Regions from separate parts of the Sus scrofa genome. Here regions 2 and 3 are each linked to region 1. Evidence: chromatin contacts called from public HiChIP or PLAC-seq data. All regions are on one chromosome and are shown on one strand. Each heading gives the region's core, a stretch centred on a gene start, on an enhancer-like site or on the middle of the called end of the contact. The rest is flanking DNA. Distances are from core to core; before and after follow the strand shown.

What was found. HiChIP or PLAC-seq counts read pairs in DNA pulled down with a chosen protein or histone mark.
Region 2: a contact with region 1 is called in an H3K27ac HiChIP or PLAC-seq map of skeletal muscle. The contact joins the promoter of METTL6 here to the promoter of HACL1 in region 1. A contact is called at or near these places in 4 of 47 Hi-C or Micro-C datasets (blood, fetal liver and liver) and 2 of 2 datasets of contacts at active chromatin or transcription factors (alveolar macrophages and skeletal muscle).
Region 3: an H3K27ac HiChIP or PLAC-seq map of skeletal muscle shows a contact between it and region 1. The contact joins the promoter of ANKRD28 here to the promoter of HACL1 in region 1. A contact is called at or near these places in 2 of 2 datasets of contacts at active chromatin or transcription factors (alveolar macrophages and skeletal muscle).

Annotation. Positions count from the first base shown.
Region 1 is chr13:2,839,331-2,842,391 of Sscrofa11.1, reverse strand. HACL1 (2-hydroxyacyl-CoA lyase 1) reads left to right here and starts at 1,514. Exons shown (of 17, transcript NM_001206454.1): 1 at 1,514-1,957; 2 at 2,130-2,234. The coding sequence starts at 1,868. It overlaps BTD (biotinidase), which reads right to left and starts at 1,967. Exons shown (of 4, transcript XM_013981377.2): 1 at 1,684-1,967.
Region 2 is chr13:2,653,281-2,656,206 of Sscrofa11.1, reverse strand. METTL6 (methyltransferase like 6) reads left to right here and starts at 1,378. Exons shown (of 5, transcript NM_001206446.1): 1 at 1,378-2,592. The coding sequence starts at 2,368. It overlaps EAF1 (ELL associated factor 1), which reads right to left and starts at 1,378. Exons shown (of 6, transcript NM_001206456.1): 1 at 1,009-1,378. The coding sequence starts at 1,378.
Region 3 is chr13:3,055,744-3,058,911 of Sscrofa11.1, reverse strand. ANKRD28 (ankyrin repeat domain 28) reads left to right here and starts at 1,299. Exons shown (of 28, transcript NM_001206449.1): 1 at 1,299-1,545; 2 at 2,622-2,705. The coding sequence starts at 1,420.

The DNA.
Region 1 (3,061 bases), core at 265-2,764:
GTGTGGCCCCAAAAAGCAAATAAATAAATAAATAAATAGCTTTCCAAGTGAGTCTGATGCTTGGGGGTAGAGACTGTCACACAGGTACTGATATCAATCCCACATGATAGAGAGGTGTGCAGTCTATGCTTCTCAAACAGGGACAGGAGATAGTGTGCCAAGGACCATTCAAAGCCACACAAAAAACACTCTGTACCTTTCTGGAATCTCAATTTTCCTTGACAGATAAGTAGTTTAACATGTCATTTTTATTCTGGGTGGTGGTTCCGGAGGTATATACAATTGTCAAAACTCATTTAAGATGTGTACATTTATATTTATTTTACCTCAATTAAAATACAGATTCTGGAATACAACTGAAGATCTGCATTTATTATTTTTTTTAGACGAACTCTGAGACTTCAAAGAAATCTCCCTCTTAGATGGACTACACTAGCCCAGGCCCCCATATTCAAGGAAGCAACTATTTTATTCTCCTCTGCTTTGGGTGAAAGTCAGAGTTTCAAATTCCCAGAGAACCCTTTTCGGAAGGACCCACAGGGTTTAGAAATTCTTTCATTTCCAATGCTTTTCATCCATTTCACTACTCATGACCCACTGCCCTCTCTTCTTGTTTCTTCACTTTCCACATATTACTGGGTTCTTTGCATTTTAAAACACTTCGAATCCCCCCAAATTTAAAGTTCCACTCTTCATTAGGATTGGAGATTTTGGTTGCTACTGAGCAGATCTTGAGGATTTAGCTTCATAAATTGCACACTGTAAGCACATTTTTTACTCAAAAATGTGTTTTTTTTTTTAAAATGTGTTTTAAAAGATGCTCCACTGCAGAGCTCCTTGTGGTTACCCACGCTAATTAATCACAAATATCCCCATTTCCTGACTTTGTAAAGAGTGGAGGGTTAGCAGCAAGGGTTAGAGAATAAAATGGTCAAGAATAGGCTTAAGAGGCCCTTCTTATCTCCTGTGGCCAAAGGGCTGAACAATGAATAGAGCACAAGACTGTCCTGGGTCCAACGGCTTTTAGCAACTTGCCTCGTCCTGCGTGGAGATTTGGCGTCCTTATATATGACACGGGATAAGAAGTACACATTTGATTATGGATTTTTCTTTTTTTTTTAAGCACTCCAGGCAAATGTAAGTCCCCGAGTCCCAGGTATCGAATCCAAGCCGCAGACGCGACATACCGGATCCTTAACCCACGGTGCCAAATACGGATCTCCCGCTTGCGGGTTTAATGAAATACTACGTTCTCGGGTTGTAAACCCACGAGGTTATGAACTCATAAACCAAAAAGCATTTAGGTCAAAGCTCAGAACACAGGAGACGCGGAATAACGACTACGCAACCCGAAGAAGACTTTTGCCTAGCCCTCAGCACCTTCCCATTACACCCCAGCAGCCTGTGCGAACCTGTGCGCAGGCCCCAAGGCGAAGCCGCGAGTGCGCCTGCGCTCCGCCCTCTTCCACCCCGGATTTGCGCATGCGCCACTCACTCGCCCTCCAGGGTCCCGAAGTGGGTTGTAGAGTGTGGCAACGAGCGCCCGCTGATCGGCCTCTCACTCTCTAGGCTTAGGCCGCCGCCTCCAGCTAGTCCCGCCTTCTCCTGGCACTTTGCTCCCATCCCCCCACGAATGGACGGTCCAGGAAAAGGCCCCGTTGTGATTGGAGAGAGTGGGTTTACCTCTCACCTCCTCACGAGCTTGCCGGCTTCCGCCCCGCCTCCTCCCCTCCGCTCTCCGAAGGGCGGGTGGCCTCCTCCTCAGAGGGGCGGTTCCACGGTTGGTGTTTTCGAGCCTGCTTTGGCTTGGTAACTCCGCTTCAGCCTGTCGTCGACTGCGGTAGGGCCTCGAACTTTAAGGTGGAAGATGTCCGGAAATAACTTGGCAGAGGGCAGCAACCCAAGCGAGGCGCAGATGTCCGGTGCGGAAGTCATCGCCCAGTCCCTGAAAACACAGGTGTTAGGAACGCTCCTACGGAAGCCGGCGGGGCCGAGTCGTTGTCTTAGAAACGGGGGAAACGGTGGGGGCTGGCAGCAGAGAGGTTTGCGGGAGGTTTTCCTTTTACCGTCGCAGAAGGGAGCTGTGGGGCTGGGAGCCCTGGCCTTATTCCTCTGTTCTTGGCCCCCAGGACGTGAACTACATGTTTGGCATCGTAGGCATTCCAGTGACTGAAATTGCCCTTGCCACCCAGAAACTGGGCATCAGATACGTCGGGATGAGGAATGAGCAGGCTGTAAGTATGGACCTTGAGAGATGAATGCACGATTGAGGATGAGTAATGATAATAATGGCAAATACTCATTGCAGAGAGTCGGCGCTTATCACTACAGTAATATTTTACACGTATCCGTCACAACGATCCTAGGAGGCAAGGACCATTGTTAATCCTAGTTGCGGATGAGAAAAGTGAGACCCAGAGAGGTTAAGAAATTTGCCCAAGGAGACCTCTGGTATTGGCAGGACCACATTTGGACCTAGGTATTATGGATCTGGAGTCCACACTTTTTTTTTTTTTGTCTTTTTGCCATTTCTTGGGCCGCTCCTGCCGGCATATGAAGGTTCCCAGGCTAAGAGTCCAATCGAACCTGAGCTGTAGCCGCCGGCGTAGGCCAGAGCCACAGCAAGGCAGGATCAGAGCCGCATCTGCAACCTACATCACAGCTCACTGCAATGCCAGATCCTTAACCCACTGAGCAAGGCCAGGGATCAAACCCGCAACCTCATGGTTCCTAGTCGGAATCGTTAACCACTGGGCCAGGACGGGAACTCCCATGGAGTCCACACTCTTTTTAACACTATACGGTATTGTACTTTGCCAAGTCTAGAGTGTCACAATTGGAACGGACAGTTATCTGGTCTGAATCTTGGCCTCCTCCCTGTTCTTCAGTCTCATAACTACCTATTATGTGTCATTTCTGTGTATTATTTGTCTGATCTGGCTTCCCTATTAGGCTGTGAGCTCCAGGGGGTCGTGGATATTATTTCTTCCTGACACATCTGTGTCCGCAGTCTGTATGTGGTGCCTGCACATGATAGGTGCTCAGATAGTACCTGCAACAT
Region 2 (2,926 bases), core at 129-2,628, 190 kb after region 1:
CAATATCCTCCCTCAGAAAGGGCTGATCTGCTGTCAGTAGGAAGAAGAGGAATGACGGTGCAAGTGACCACATGAAGACAGAACATCATTATCTAACACACCCTCTTCCAAGGTGTTGAGTCACCTCTGAGAGTTCCTCTCAGAAAAACAAGTCTTAACCAGCATTAGGGCTACCAGGATGGGAAGCCAGGAGTTTGTGAATCAGAGAGATGCTCAGTCAGCCAAGTCTTTACTCAGGACACAGAGTAGAAGGGCCCTCCCTCAACAGAGTCTGTAATCAAGGAGAAAAAGGAGACCCAGCATAATGACTATTTTCACATTCCTTATGTCTGCTGCTTCTGCTTCCAAACATAGACCAAGCTGTAACTTATTCTTGGCTCACAAATTCCAATTTTATTCCTCACCCACAAGGGACATGGTCCCGAGGAAAAGTCGGGGTAGTCCAGGTAACCTCAAAGGCAGACGAAAAGCTGGCACGAAGAGATGGAGGAGGAAGACTGATGCGGCGCAGAGGGGAATGCGGTTTCTGATGTTTGCAGTGGGGATGAAGCGCGGCGTTAGGGCGGCCAGAACCAAAACATACGAGAAAAGTGAGGACAACAGAAGAAAATGGAATAGGAGAGAGTGGAGGCAGCTCCCAAGCAAACGGGAAAAATCTTTGAATCGTGGAGATCCCCTAGTGGGTCGTGGTGGAGTGGGGGGCCTAGGGAAACGAGCTGAACCCTGATGTGGACTCGGCAACCTTTAGGCAGCAAGAGGGGTAGGTTCGGCACGCGGGAGGGCTGGACCTGGCAGGAAAGGGGGCCAATGGTCTTTGGAAGACGTGTTTGGGACCACGAGGCAGAGGAACAGGAGGGAGGGACGAAAAGTCTTGTTTGGGAAGAGTGAACCGGGAAAAAGCAAAATGTCCCTGCGGATCCGGGGAGATAGGAAGGGAACTGATGCTGGCAGGCTCCCCGGGCTACGGGATCGAGGTCGGCCTGTGGCGGCTGCGGGATGCGGACTCACAGCGGATGGTGTGGAAGGAGGCCCGCGGCCGATTCTCGAAGCTCTCCCCAAGCCGCAGGCGGTGCTCCTCGCGGTCCAGCAGAGGGTTGGCCGTCCCGTTCATGGCCCCGCACGGGCCGCGCGCCCGCCCCGGCGCCCTCCTGGCGCGCCCGCGGCCGGAGCTGCCGGCGCCTGAGTTCGAGGGAGCAGCGCTCCCGGGACAGCACCCCGGGGCGAGCGGAGAACCGAGCCGGTGCCCACCTGCGGCTGGAAATAAGTCCTGGCGTGCGCGTCGGGGCGGGGGACAACTGTGAGGAAGCGGGGCCGCGGAACTTCCGGCGCCGGGGAGGGACTTCCGGTCTCGAAGCGGAAGTGGCGGGGGCGGTGCCATGGCAAAAAGACTCCGCTGGGAGAAGCCCAATGCGAGGTGCTGCAGACTGGTTTGTCCAGCCGCTGGGTTTTACCGCGGTGGCTCCCAAATTCTACTCACGCGGTTGGGCCTGGGTGAGGGCTTAGCGCGCCCGGCGCCACCCTCCAGGGGAACCTAGGAACTGAAGACTGGGCGCTGGCGCGCGGCGGTCTCGGTGAACAGGGCTCCTCACAAGCGCTCACAGGTGCTCGTGGCCGGGCGGCCAGGTTATCCCCGGTGTCCTGGAACCCCACACCACGCGTCCCTGGGTCTCTTCCTTCCCTTTGCGCGGACGACTGCGCGAGGGCCTCAGTTCCTGGAAAGCGACGCCCCTCTGCTTCGTGAAACTCTGCGACTGAGGCCTCCCAGGCTTAGCTCCGTGTTCCTTGGAAACGGTGACACTGCTTCTGTCTGTGAATTGACCACCCTTCTCCAGTACCGGCAGCTGTTAAGTCGCCCCTTTCACGGGCACCGAACATTGACGAGTATCTTCCCCCAAAGGTTTCTTAGTTCTTGGGAGTGACTCTGTTCTAAACTAAAGCGATTTATTATAATAGTTGACTTATTCAGGTTTGAATTAGAGTTCTATGCGTGAGAGCGCCCTGGCAGCTGAATGTCAGCCCTCTGTAGGCAAGGGCAGTGTCTGGGTCTTCTTTATGACCTCTTTTCTTATAGCGGGGCAGGGTTTTGTGTAGGGTCGGCCACTAGTAAACATTTGGTGAATTGAACTGTTTGGTGAAAAAACTGTGTTAGAACCACTAACTCAGCATCTTTAAAACTGTTCCAGAACCCCCAACCAGAATCTCATTCTTTTTTCCTGCAAAACACCCGACGTTGCCTGAGGCCTGAACCCAAAGAGAGGGGCCGCATCTGAGAAAACTCTGCCTGTGTAGTATCTGCTTGAATTTCTCGGGTTATTCGCGAAGGGAGAATATCCAGCAGTGTTAAATATATTACCATCAACTTAGGAGATGGCTTCTTTGCAAAGGAAAGGGCTGCAGGCAAGGGTTCTCAGCTCTGAAGAAGAGGAAAAACTGAAAAGAGACCAGGCTTTAGTGTCTGATTTTAAACAGCAAAAACTGGAAAAAGAGGCTCAGAAAAACTGGGACCTTTTTTACAAAAGAAATAGCACTAATTTCTTCAAAGATAGACACTGGACCACCAGAGAGTTTGAGGAGCTCAGATCTTGTAGAGAGGTAAACTAATATTACGCCTTATTTGAACTGTCTTTCATTAAGAATGTGTGGAAGAGGGGTGTTTTATTGCATTCTCACGGGCAGTGTGAGGTAGAGAATATATGAAGCCTGTCAAAACGCTTCATAAGTTTTTGTACCTTAGAAATACACTGTTGGAGTTCCCGTCGTGGCGCAGTGGTTAACGAATCCATGAGAAACCATGAGGTTGCGGGTTCGATACCTGCCCTTGCTCAGTGGGTTAACGATCCGGCGTTGCCGTGAGCTGTGGTGTAGGTCGCAGACGCGGCTCGGATCCCACATTGCTGTGGCTCTGGCGTAGGCCGGTGGCTACAGC
Region 3 (3,168 bases), core at 50-2,549, 220 kb before region 1:
CCCGAGCAGTAGCTCAGCTCTCTGGTAAGTGTAACATGTGAGCATTACTAGGCATTTCATCCTGCAGTTCTGCAGTCTTTGCTCTTCAGACTGTTGCTCAGTTGGAATGCTTCTGTGGGGCCGATCCTGGGCTCCTCGATTTTTCAAGGATCTACTCATTTGGTGGTGTCTGTGGCGTTTTGCAAGATCATCTGAGGAACAGGAAAGCATCTAAAATTGACTGAAAAGGATAACTGTAGCGGTTTTCACGGTGGAAGGAAACTATATTGGCACAGAGGCAGATGACTGAATAAAGTAGTTGGCTCAAAGAAGATGCACAGTCTGCTGTTTTTTTCTCTGAATGAAGACTATTTAATGGAAGCTGTATTCATGTGGAGATCAAAGAAAACACTGGAGTGATAAACTACTGGGGTCCCCCCTCCCCTTTTCTTTAATGAAAAGCCTGAAGCAGTAATTTGAGCTCAAATGCCTTCTAATTCCTTCGCAGCCTGCCTGTTCCATTAGGATTCTCCGCTAACACGGTTTTTGCTGGGTGCCTGTGCCCTTTTACTGGAGCACCACAGACAACTGCCTGATGGAGGAGGAATGAACGCTGCGCCTCGCTTGTACTGTCCATGGGAATAAAGCTAACTGTGTTTCTTCTCTTACATGGGATATCTGGATTAATCAAGCCGTATTCCAGCACCAAGAGTCCTATTGTCTCTTGTGGTCTGACTCATCGCATGTAAATGTACTGCAGCTTTGCTATTAATGCAGACTGTTGTCTTTTTTCTTTCTCAAACACAGTAAGAATTGTCAACCTCTGAGCAACATTTTAAGAATTTGTGTTGAGCTCTTGGATGTATTTTTTTCTGGATAGTATCTGCATCAAACCATTGAAACTGAAGAAATGAAGATAAATTAGAAGTGGAAACAGAATAGTGAGATTTTATTTTTTATTTTCGATTATAAGCAAGGCAGCTACTGGTAACTATATGACCTTGCAGGCAAGAGTGATCATCTCTGCCACAGCAGTTGTTTCTCATCTTACTCTGCAGTGTGTGGCATTGTTATCCAATGATCAAGTCAATTTCTGTGAAACAGAAAATGACTATTTTGGTAGGGGGAAGTATTTTTAAATGAGCTTGTACTGCACTGCTTTAGTTGTTGACATGTTGATGTGAAATTTCTTTTAAGTATTATAGCAACCCAACAAAAAAAAAAAATAGAATTTTGTTGTTTTTAGGAAGTTACAAGTTATGTAGGTATAATTTTAAACTTCACTTTTTCCGATGGTACTTATTAACTTTAAAAAACCAGCTTCGCTGTTCAGAGAATGATTCAGAGTGTTGTACAGAAGAGGAGGAGGAAAAACTACTTGTGCTCTTCCAACTGTGACTTTTATCACATAGCTTAGAATTCAGTTTTTTAAAAGAGCGAATGAGTCGAGTGTGTATTGTTGTTTTGGAGGAGGTAGAAGATGAGCCTCCTGCATTCATTTCTAAATTGCCACAGGAAAATAAATCCCTACATTCTTCACCTTCAGGAAATGTATTGGTAAGATACGAGAGTTTATGTATTTACTGTATTCTACTGAACTAGTAGGGTAAATTTTACTTTTTAAGAATAAACATTTCCACTAGTTTCATAAAGAATCCAAATGAAAGCCATGTAAGTGTGTGAATATGATGCAATATTATGTGTGTATAAATGCACACATTTCTGATTTTCGCTTTTTGAGATGTTTAGATATCACTTCAGACTTTGTCTCTTAATCTCTTAAAAAGACTTTTAAAAATAATTTGAGAATAGTAGTTATAGCAACCATGTTTCTGTTTTCACTTTGTGGTTTTAAAAACTGATGTAACAAGAATGAGGAAATGTATGTTATAGGAAAGGTTGACTACTGCCAGCAATACTGAGGCACAGCCTTTTAGAAAGTAACGGATTTTATGTACTTATATGCACAGCTGTAATGTGAAAAGGAATCAGACTTCATCTTTAACCTTAATTTGAATACTGTTGTTTAATTGATATAATAACATACCTTATTAGAGAGGCTATGTCATTGATGAAGAAATTTTTGTATTTAGACAGGCACTTGTCTGCCCCTTCGTGTTATTCAGGTATACAGTAATTTTTGGTCTTTGAATAGTGTTGATTTTCATCAACTACCAGGTTTTGTTTCTTTGGATTTTTATCTTTATGCATGTAATGCTAACCATGCAAATTACTTTGGTGCCCTAAACAGAACTTTTCAAGGAGGCCTTCTTTCTTGGGCTTCCACATGGACTGATAACTGCATGTCTGACAAGTTGTGTCCCACAAGTAGATATTGAGATGTCTCACTTGTATTTGAAAGAGACATCCTTTTTGTCAGATACATAAGTAAAAGGCCTGCACTCGTAAAATAAAATCCGATTATACTTATTATACTACCTAATTTTGGTCATGCTGAATTGGTTTTTTTTTAATTAGGCCTTCTTTTATTTCCAAGGAAGAATCCTATACTTTCATGCAGTTTGACTTCATGAAACTAGATTCATGTCAAAAGCCAAGTGATCATTATTATGATACGGAAGAAAAAATTTAGTTTTTTCTTGTGGTGTGATTAATGTTTTTATTACTCTCTTGTATTTTAGCCATCACTGGTGCAAGCTATATTTAATGGAGATCCTGATGAAGTTCGAGCACTAATATTTAAGAAAGAAGATGTTAACTTTCAGGTAAAACAATTTCACTGATACCAGCCTTGAAATCTACTTTAAAAAAAGCTCTTTCCTAGAGTTATGATTTTTGTTAAAAGACATAACAATTCTATAATGGCTGTTTTAAACAAGGGTAGAAGTGACTTGAAGCAAAAAAGAAGGGACTGAACATAAATATTCAGGGTAATGGCTAAAACACAGGAAAACTAGAAGTCAGTCGGCATTTTATTCCTCCAGCTTTTTTTACTTTGAAAATTTTCACAGAAGAGTTGGAAAAAGTACTCTGAATACCCATAGATCCAGCATTGATAACATTTGACACATTCTTTGCTTTCTCTTCCATATTTATACAGATTATATTTATACTACACATATATTTTTTCTTTCTTTTGCTGAATCCCATTTAAAAATAAGTTAAAGACATCATGAGACTTCACTCTTAAATATTTGTGTGCATTCGAGATGAGGGTTCTTTTTTGTG